Linked DNA regions of Mus musculus: region 2 is linked to region 1. The links are chromatin contacts, called in public ChIA-PET maps. All regions are on one chromosome and are shown on one strand. The core of a region is the stretch at or near the end of the contact, and the rest is flanking DNA. Distances in the headings are between cores, read along the strand shown.

What was found. ChIA-PET counts read pairs in DNA pulled down with a chosen protein or histone mark.
Region 2: a contact with region 1 is called in an RNA polymerase II ChIA-PET map of effector CD8 T cells, with 8 read pairs. The contact joins two enhancer-like sites. A contact is called at or near these places in 6 of 39 promoter capture datasets (the 3T3-L1 cell line, cranial neural crest, embryonic stem cells and 3 more) and 2 of 115 datasets of contacts at active chromatin or transcription factors (effector CD8 T cells and embryonic stem cells).

The regions. Positions count from the first base shown.
Region 1 is chr4:149,646,479-149,651,047 of GRCm38.p6, reverse strand. It overlaps Clstn1 (calsyntenin 1), which reads right to left. Exons shown (of 19, transcript NM_023051.5): 18 at 4,098-4,282; 19 at 2,149-3,675. The coding sequence ends at 3,484. It overlaps Pik3cd (phosphatidylinositol-4,5-bisphosphate 3-kinase catalytic subunit delta), which reads left to right. Exons shown (of 22, transcript NM_001164052.1): 22 at 271-1,880. The coding sequence ends at 408. Among named protein-coding and RNA genes, the nearest start is that of Mir7023, 6.8 kb to the left of the region's middle. Within about 2 kb of position 2,802, at least 56 of the 459 cell types and tissues checked have an H3K27ac peak or open chromatin away from gene starts, as enhancers often do. A contact at or near this core is called in effector CD8 T cells, where this site is marked.
Region 2 is chr4:149,756,906-149,761,474 of GRCm38.p6, reverse strand. The region is part of intron 2 of Slc25a33 (solute carrier family 25, member 33); the gene reads left to right. Among named protein-coding and RNA genes, the nearest start is that of Slc25a33, 15 kb to the left of the region's middle. Within about 2 kb of position 1,769, at least 40 of the 459 cell types and tissues checked have an H3K27ac peak or open chromatin away from gene starts, as enhancers often do. A contact at or near this core is called in effector CD8 T cells, where this site is marked.

The DNA.
Region 1 (4,569 bases), core at 1,553-4,052:
AAGCTTCCTTGCACATTGTGTAAATGCTTTCATCCCACGTCCTCCATCTGTGATAACTGGAGCAGAGAGTGACAGGCCACCAGCCTAACCAGGGCATCCCCTGAAGGTCACATGACACTCTAAGGCCTCTGACATTTGAGTCAACGGGTGGACCATCTGGGTTTGGGGGTCTGAATACAGAGAGAATTTAGCATCCTATTGGGCTTCATTCTGGATTGCGTAACAGAGCAAAGTCCCTCAGTGTCACTCTGCTGTGTGTGGTTTGTCCAGGACTCTCTGGCACTGGGGAAGACGGAGGAAGAGGCGCTAAAGCACTTCCGGGTGAAGTTCAACGAAGCTCTCCGAGAAAGCTGGAAAACCAAAGTCAACTGGCTGGCGCACAATGTGTCCAAGGATAACCGACAGTAGGAGGCGCCCCCTGGTGGTCATACGGCGGTTCCCTCCTGGCTTTCAGCCCTAGAGGTAAAAGGACAGTCCTGGAGACCAGGCATGTCCAGTGGTCACCAAAGGGACCCCAGAGCCTGAACTGTCCCTCATGGGGAAGAACCACACCACTGCTTCTTGTTTACACTGGTAATTTATTTATGACTCGAAATGTTTAAGGAACAGAATAGCCATAAATGGAAGTGCATTTCTGTGCAGGGGAGGGGTGATGTCCTCATGATGTCATCCCCGGTCAGCACTGTAACAGCACCTTGAGGATCGAACCCCTAGTCTTCCAACCTGTGGGTCTTGGCCCAGCAAGGACAGTTCTTGGGGCCTTCTTCCCAGGCTCCCAGCAGGCTGCCTGGAACAAGCCTGGCGGTCACCTGGTGCCTCCATCCTCAGCTCACCTCCGGCCACCGTTGTGTGGCCTACCCAACCAAGCCTCCGGCAGCTCTTGAGGAAGCCAGGAGCTTCCCTCTAGACTCAGGCACACTTGCTCGGCACTGCTGAAGCGACCTCTTGGGTTTGGGTACGGGAACGCCCTCACCTCTCATTTGCGGGTAAGAACACGATATGTAGACTCTGTCCCTTACCCCGATGGCTGGGGTAAGGGACCTGGCCTCCACTACAGTTAGTGTATTCCAGGCCTTGAAGCACTCAGACCGGTGCCCCATTTAGCTCCGTGTGGTCACGAATCAAGACGAAGGGCCAGCCAGAATTGAAGTCCTCTTCGAAGTTCGTGTGAGGGGCACACAAGGCAGCTTTATGGACGGACAGGACTGATCTCTTCCAGAGCTGAAATCGCAGAAGGCAGCTGGGGAGCTAGGCTCGAAAAGTGTGAGCAAGGACGAGAACGGAATTCAGTGTAGTCTGGGCAGTCAGAGGAACTCGAGAAACGCAGTCTCGGCCTCCTCCCAGGGATCCAAACGCCAGCCACCCGCCCGGCTTTTAGAGAGCCCAGCTCAGGGGTCGCACATGCTTATCGTCCCACCCCAAGCACATCTCCATGTATCAGCTGCCACCTCAGGACCTGGATCTCCCGGTAGCATTCTGAGACTTTGAGAACCATCACCGCTGTCTCGCCAGCAGCCCAGAACATGGCTCAAGGAGCCCCTTCATGTTGATGAGCCCAGGGTCCAGCAGTGAGCGGTGGTGCCTCCGCAGCACCCGCTGAACCCCTAGTCTGCCCCACCAACTCTGAAATAGGAAACGTGTCTGTGTGTGTGTATGTATGTATGCCATGTTATTTATTGAAAAGAGTCTAGGTGCTCTCTGGTGTGGCTGCAGATTCTGCACAGGCTCGGCCTTTCTGGGTTGGGTGTGTACTTGGCTGGAAGACGGGTTTTTTGTTAAGTTTTTTCCTCTCATTGATGGGGGCTGAGACCAGTTTGTGCAACCTTGACACAACAGGTAAAGACAGGTGAAAAGAAATAAAAACGTTTTTATGTTCTTAAGTTCTTGGCTCAAATAACAAGGGGACTTGGGGGGATACAGTGTACTGGTTGAGCCCTTGTCTGCGAAGTGCAAAGCTTCAGGTACATTCCTTAGTACCATAAAAATTAATAATCCTTGCCCGGCATGGTGGACATCTGTAATCCCAGCACTGAGCAGGCAGAGGCAGGAGGATTGCTTTAAGTTTGAGCCCAGCCTATCTTCATAAATCCCTCAACCCCTGCCCCAACCCGTACCCAACAAACATGACAGAATGGACCCCACTCAGGCTGGAGTTAGAACCAGAACTTTATTATAACGCATACACTTTCTGACCTAGTGTCGATATACACATCTTAAAGGGGACCCTGCGGCTACTGACACGACAGTGTCCCTCTCTTCGTTAGCCTGTTTCCATCTAAGAAAGCAGCTACAGGGGACAGGACATGGGAGGGCGGCCACAGACAGCACGGCGGCATCCTTCGAACTAGCAGCAACAGCAGCGAGGACTGGATGTCCCAGCTGGAGCAGTCTAAACTCTTGACTGTGAATGAAGAGCTGTGCTGTGTGGGTGGTACCTGCTGTCTCCTATCTGCTGGGTCTTAGATCTTAGCCCAAACCCAACAGCACGCGGCATCCCATGGGGCCTCTGGGGAGGAGAGAAAAGATTGTTCTGGAGCATTGTAGCAGTTTATCTTTGGGCCTCGGGGTCTCCTTTTGGTGCTGTTGTGCAGACTTGCTCAGAACCGTGGTCTTCCAAGCGAGGAGCCTGACCGCCTGCACCTTTGCTGTCCGTTCCCAGCTACACCATTTCACCAACAGGGAGGCTCACGTTAATAAGCAGAAACCATGTGGCTGCCAGTCACAGGCGTGTACAGGAAAGGCCAGGGGCTTTGGCAACATCCTGGCTGTTCCCAGCCTCTAATGTGGTTGGAGGCTCGTGGGGCTGGCCCCCCCAGACAGCACTTGAAAGCCATGGCCCCGGCCACGTGGCTGTACGGAAACCCTAGCAAGGGTGGGCCCCAGTGACTTGGGCCTCTCCAACCTGGTTTCTTGGGAGGGAAGAGGGAGGAAGAGGCCCTCCTGGCCCCGCATTCTGACTTTACATTCCTGTCCTGGACTACTAGCACAGAGGACACACAGAATCCCAATTTATTTACAAAATATTAAAAAGTCGGTTGGCCATCTACATATTAACCCCCTCTGCTCTCCCACTTTATACATGCACTAGTTTGGGAAAAAAAAATAAAAAAACTTTTAAAAATAAGAGAAATGGTTACTGACTGCGTGGGAGTAATTTTTCACCCTCTGTCGACAAGTCCGCTCAGTGCGGCTTCTCTGGAGGTCCCAGGTGCTGGTGTCCTCTCCCTGGCCGACAGGGAACTCCAGACACACTTGGGGTCTGAGGTGCTGTGGGGCCCCTGCCCTGGGGAGGAAGCGCCAGCTTCTAGCAAAACTGCAATGGTGATGGGCGGGGAGGGTGGAGCCGGTGGTCCCACACACCAAGCACGGGAGGACTTTGAGCAGTGGGGGAAGGGTCTGCAGACCTGCTGGTCAAAATGATTTTGTACATCGTGGACCCGTGGGGCTGGGAGAGAGTCTGGAGAGCAGGCGCTGAGTGCGGGTTTAGTAGCTGAGTGTGGAGTCATCCCATTCCAGCTGTCGGGTGGCATTCTGGCCGTCTCCGGGGCCTCCTTCCTCCTCCTCACTGCTCTCAGACTCGGCACTGGTGATGTCTTCCTCTTCCTCCCCATCTTCGCTCTCCTCCTCCTCCTCCTCCTCTTCCTCCTCCTCACTGCTGTGCTGGTCCTCATATGTCTGGCAAAGAGACGACGGCGTAAATCTAGCCTGTAGCCCCATCGCCCAGTGTCTATCTACTAAAAGCCACAAAGGAAAACACAGCCAACCCCACAGTGACAGAAGGGCCTGAGTGGTACTGGGAGTCGCCTCGCCAAAGTGACCCGGCAGGTGACGCTCTCATTAGCAACATGGATACCACTCACATGGGATGGGGTGCTCAATGCAGAGGGGCGGAGCTTAGTCCTGTCATACCACGGACATCTTGGGGTAAAGAAGCCAAGAGCGTCAGTTGCCTGCCTATGCTACTCACGGAGGCCTTCAGCAAGGGCTTCCTCATCTGAAGGTGACCCCCCTAATCTAATCTCACTGACCCAACCTGCAAGCACATGACCAGGGTCTGGGTCTCCGTGGCGCTTTGTGGTTGGCCCTTCTGTGCCTACCTCCATGGGGTTGACGGTGATGGTCAAGGCAGAGTCATCCCAGTCCATCTCATTCTCCTTCCCCGTGTCCTGGTCCCGCATCGTTCGCTGATGTGCAGCCCGGATCCGAAACACCCCCAGGATGATCATGAAAACCAGGAAGCTGACACACACCACAATCACCACTGTCGCCGTGCTGGGGACAACTGCCATGGGGTTTGAAGACCAGACACACAGCTTTTGTGACGCTGCTTACACCCAAAGAGCTCCCCCCATCCCATCCCTCCTTGGCCTCCTCAACTACTCTAGGTAGGTCAAATGGAATGTGTCAGAGTGCTTCCTGACTCCTAAACCCTAGGAGGAAGCCCTAAGCCTGCCTTCGCTCACTGGCTGCTCTGTGGCAGTGGTGAGCGAGCTTCCTTGTGTAAGTGACAGCATTGGGGTAGTTGATGGGCAGTAGTTGTGAGCTACGCTTGCTACCAGGTTTGTGTGT
Region 2 (4,569 bases), core at 520-3,019, 110 kb before region 1:
ATACAGTCAGGGGCTGTGACATCACACACTGCCACTTCCACATGAATATCCGTTTCTACTATGGTCAGGTCAAAATGTTAACCATGGAGTTAGGTCAGGTTCTTAGGACAGTGATGCTGCCCAATTAAAAAGGTTGTGCGTGCACAGTTGTCTCGCTCACTCAAGCTCTATTTCTTTAGCCTGTTGTGTATGTTTTTAGGATGCTCCTGCAGCGTGGGCTTGCTGTCAGTGCCTTTCAGGTTTTAAAAGGATTCTATTGATTTTTCACCTCAGCCTTAAAGATTAGTGTCTGGACCTCAATTACTCCCATTTTCGAGAGGAAGACGTGCAAGTTAACGATTGCAGATGCCAGAACTGTGTTTATTGCACGTCCCATTTCTAGGACAGTTTGGTGTAGCTACGAGCAAAGTAAACCAAAACCACAACAGCTCAGCTCACAGCTGGGCTATGGCCTCCTTCAGGTCCTGTGGAGATGTAGCTGGTGCTAGCCCAGAGATTCTTTTTATTATTATACATACACTGTAGCTGTCAGATGTGCCAGAAGAGGGCGTCAGATCTCATTATGGGTGGTTGTGAGCCACCATGTGGTTGCTGGGATTTGAACTCAGGACCTTTGGAAGAGCAGTCAGTGCTCTTACCCGATGAGCCATCTCACCAGCCCCTAATCCAGAGATTCTAAGAGCAGGGCCTCAGCCCTTTCGTTAGCTGCTGCTTCGGCTTTCTTAGCTGTGGCTGCTGTCATACCACCTCACCTCCTGCTGTAGCAGAGTCCCAGGGCTCCCTCAGTGACAGCTGTCCCCCAGCAGTCTCATTAGTCACCTGTGAGGAATGGGGTTTCTCACACCTACCCCCTGCTGCCTATATAGACAGCATGAATGTCTTCAACTCATACCCAACAAAAGTGCGCAGACCAGAGCTCTTGCCCTGCTGAGCCCTGGGCCTATTTGGTTAAAAGAAGCCGTATTCTTGTAGCTATAGTTCTGGGACCTTGGAGCCACTCTGGAGACTTCTCTCCACCCACAGTAAATCCTGTTAGCTCTGCTTTCAAAGTGTAGAACAGGCTAGCGCTGTCCTGATGAAGGCTACATTGCCATGGCTGTGCGGCAGTGCTAGCGCCCTAGCTGCCCTGGCCTGAGATGTAGCCATCCATACTCCTCACTCTGCTCAGCAGAGCAGCCAGAGGCCTCTGCTCACTTCCCTCCTCCAAGCAGCCCCTGGGCCTGCCGGCTCTTCACTCAGCAGTCCTGTGGCTCTACTGTTCCCCTCCAGCCTCCTTGTTACTTTAAAGGCACAGGAATGGCCATGGTGGCATACGCCTTTAATCTCGACACTCAGGAGGTAGAGGCAGGTGGCGCTGTGAGTTTGAGGCCAGCCTGGTCTATACAGAGAGTTCCAGGACAGCCAGGGCTACACGGTGGGACCCTGTCTCAAGAATAAATTATAAAAGCACAGGAACATAGCTAGCACAAGTTCCGTGTGCCAGACATTCTCTCTGGCTTTGACACCTTTGCAGGTGTATCCTGCAGTGATCTGGTTATTTAACCTGAGCTCCTCCACCCATCACCCACCCACCCACCCACCCACCACCCACTCATCACCCACTCATCCACCCACCCATTCACTCACCCACCACCCACCCACTCACCCAACCACCCACTCACCACCCACCCTGCCTTCCTCCTTCACCACAGCTCCATCCTCCACAGCACAGGTCACTTATTTCCTGTTGTTTGTCTCCTCACTCTCACCCCACCCTGGAAGGTGGGCGGTGTTTTGTTTTGAATAATAAAGTGTCCTCAGGCTCCTTAGAACGTTGTGTGTGACTGGAGGAGCACTCGGTACCAACCAAATGATTTTTAGAAGTTGGGCAGGTCAGTAAAGGTCATGGGGATGGCTTGCTGGCCTCCCTCCCTCAATGTAGACTCGTTTGTGTTGCTGTCGTTAGTGGGTGCTTTCCTATGCTCTTTAAGGTAAGGTTTGCAGCAGGGTTTCTTTGTATGGTGAGTCCTAATTCCCATCTGAAGAAAGCCTGTCCTTAGGCTGTGTGGATGTTCTTGTGGACAAGATCCCAAAGTAGTGAACAGTGTCCTGCCGTGGCAGTGAGGACAGCGAAGGTAGCTGCTTTGTAGTCAGCCATCTAAGCCAAGCCCAGGGGTGACACACTACCAGGACAAGCCCCAGACCTTTCCTGTATACCTGGGTTTAGTTCTGTTTTGTCAGGTATCTCTTTTTTTGAAAAAAATATTTTTAAGTGAGGATTTTAATTACTGAGGTACCTTATTATTTTATATTTTAAGGTCTTTTTAAAAGTTTTAATAATTTTCAAAAACTTAAATGCATGCCTGCATGTGTGTGCATACTACACATTCTTGTAGGTGGCCAGAAAAAGGTGTGGAAACTCCTGCAGCTGGAGATTTACAGGCTGTTGTAAAGTGAGCTACCTGACAGAGCTGCTGGGGACCAGCAAGAGCAGCGTGACTAACCCCTGAGCCTTCTCCAGCATCCTTTTTCAGTCTGAAAATTAATGTCCGTGTCTTTCAGAAACTGCCTCGCTCAGGTAGACACTGAGATGAGGTGCTTGTCTCTCCTGTGCAGCCGGGTCTAACCTGGGGACAGAGTGACAGACTCCATCAAGTCTCTGACCTCTTTTGACATGCTTTTCCAACATGAAAGGGCAGATGCCTGTGGGAAAGTGAGCCTGGCTCCTACATTGGTCTCTCAAAACTGTATGCTCTGTATAGTGGGAACTTGATTGTTCCAGAAGAGTTTATAAACACCCAGATAGGGCAGAAGTTCAGCTTATATAACAGGCCTGACTTGTTGCCACTGTTAAACGTGTAACTATGGAGACTGTCTTTCTTCAGCTCTTACAAGGCACAAGTCACTTGAGGACACATGCTCCGCGATGCATTATGGATGAGGGCTCCTGGCTTCCTAGAGCCAGGGGTTCCCTTAACTTTCTGAGATAGCTTCTCGGTGGCACAGGGCTCATTGCTGGAGATCAGTGAAGCCTGCACGCTGTCAGGTGGAGCAGCATTGGGATCGCTACCACTCGCTTTGTCACTGGGTGTGCTCACCCCAAGGTGCTACCAGAGACTTGTTTTGTTCAAGGAGCTTGGCCTGTAAGAAACAGTCCTCTCTTTGAGGAAGATAATAAAAATAAAGTGTTTTAATTGAAAGCATTAAGTTGTGCCTGATAGAAGCCAGAAGGCTTATTTTTGGCCTGTGACTCCAGTGAAACTCCCACGAATTTCATTTTGAAGCACTGTGTTCATGAAGGCCTAAGAACTGTTGGCTCTAGTCCTTGATTTTTATAACTTTACATGCTATCACTTCAGCCTCAGCTGTTATGGCCTGTAGAAAGAGCTGTTGGTGCTGTTGGTTTCATTTTATTTGGTTGGTTGGTTGGTTGGTTGGTTGGTTGGTTGGTTGGTTGGTTGGTTTTGGTTTCTCAAGACAGGGTTTCTCTATGTAGCACTGGCTGTCCTAGCACTCAGAGACCCACCTGCCTCTCCTCCCAAGAGCTGGGATTAAAGGTGTGTACTACTGCCCGACTGCTGCTGCTGTTGCTGCTGCTGCTGTTAAAGAACCCCTTTTGTTTTCAAATAATTTCAAATAGTAGAAGTTATAAGAGCAACACAGATGACTTGCTTGTGGCATTTTTTGGACACACCAGTTTTTAACGTGTTACTGTCTTGCTTTGTCATTTTGACCCTGTGTTCATTCATAAACTCCTCTGAACCATTTGAAAATGAGATTCAACACTCTTTTTGAATGTGCACATACATACACACTTAAAAGTAAGTTTTTTAAAAAGCAGGTTTTGGTAGACAGTGGTGGCACACGCCTTTAATCCCAGCCAGCACTCAGGAGGCAGAGACATGCAGGTCTCTGTGAGTTTGAGGCCAATCTGGTCTACAGAATGAGTTCCAGGACCACACAGCAAAACCCTTTCTCAAAAGAAAAAAAAAGGAAAGAAAGAAATGTCATCTGTTCAGTCTGAAGTATTGCACACATGTAACCCAGTACCTAGAAGCTTTACACACATGTAACCCAGTACCTAGAAGTCTTACACACATGTAACCAGTACCTAGAAGTCTTACACACATGTAGCCCAGTACCTAGAAGTCTTACACACATGTAACCCAGTACCTAGAAGCTTTACACACATGTAACCCAGTACCTAGAAGTCTTACACACATGTAACCAGTACCTAGAAGTCTTACACACATGTAACCCAGTACCTAGAAGCTTTACACACATGTAACCCAGTACCTAGAAGTCTTACACACATGTAACCCAGTACCTAGAAGTCTTACACACATGTAACCCAGTACCTAGAAGTCTTACACACATGTAACCCAGTACCTAGAAGTCTTACACACATGTAACCCAGTACCTAGAAGTCTTACACACATGTAACCCAGTACTTAGAAGGCTGAAGCAGGAGCATAGCAAGTTAGAAGCCAGCCTGGACTACGTAGTGAGACTGTTTGCAGAAATAATAAAATCATAATAATATAGTGGGGCCCAGGTTATAGAAACCTGAACCTGGAGTCTCCTGCATGC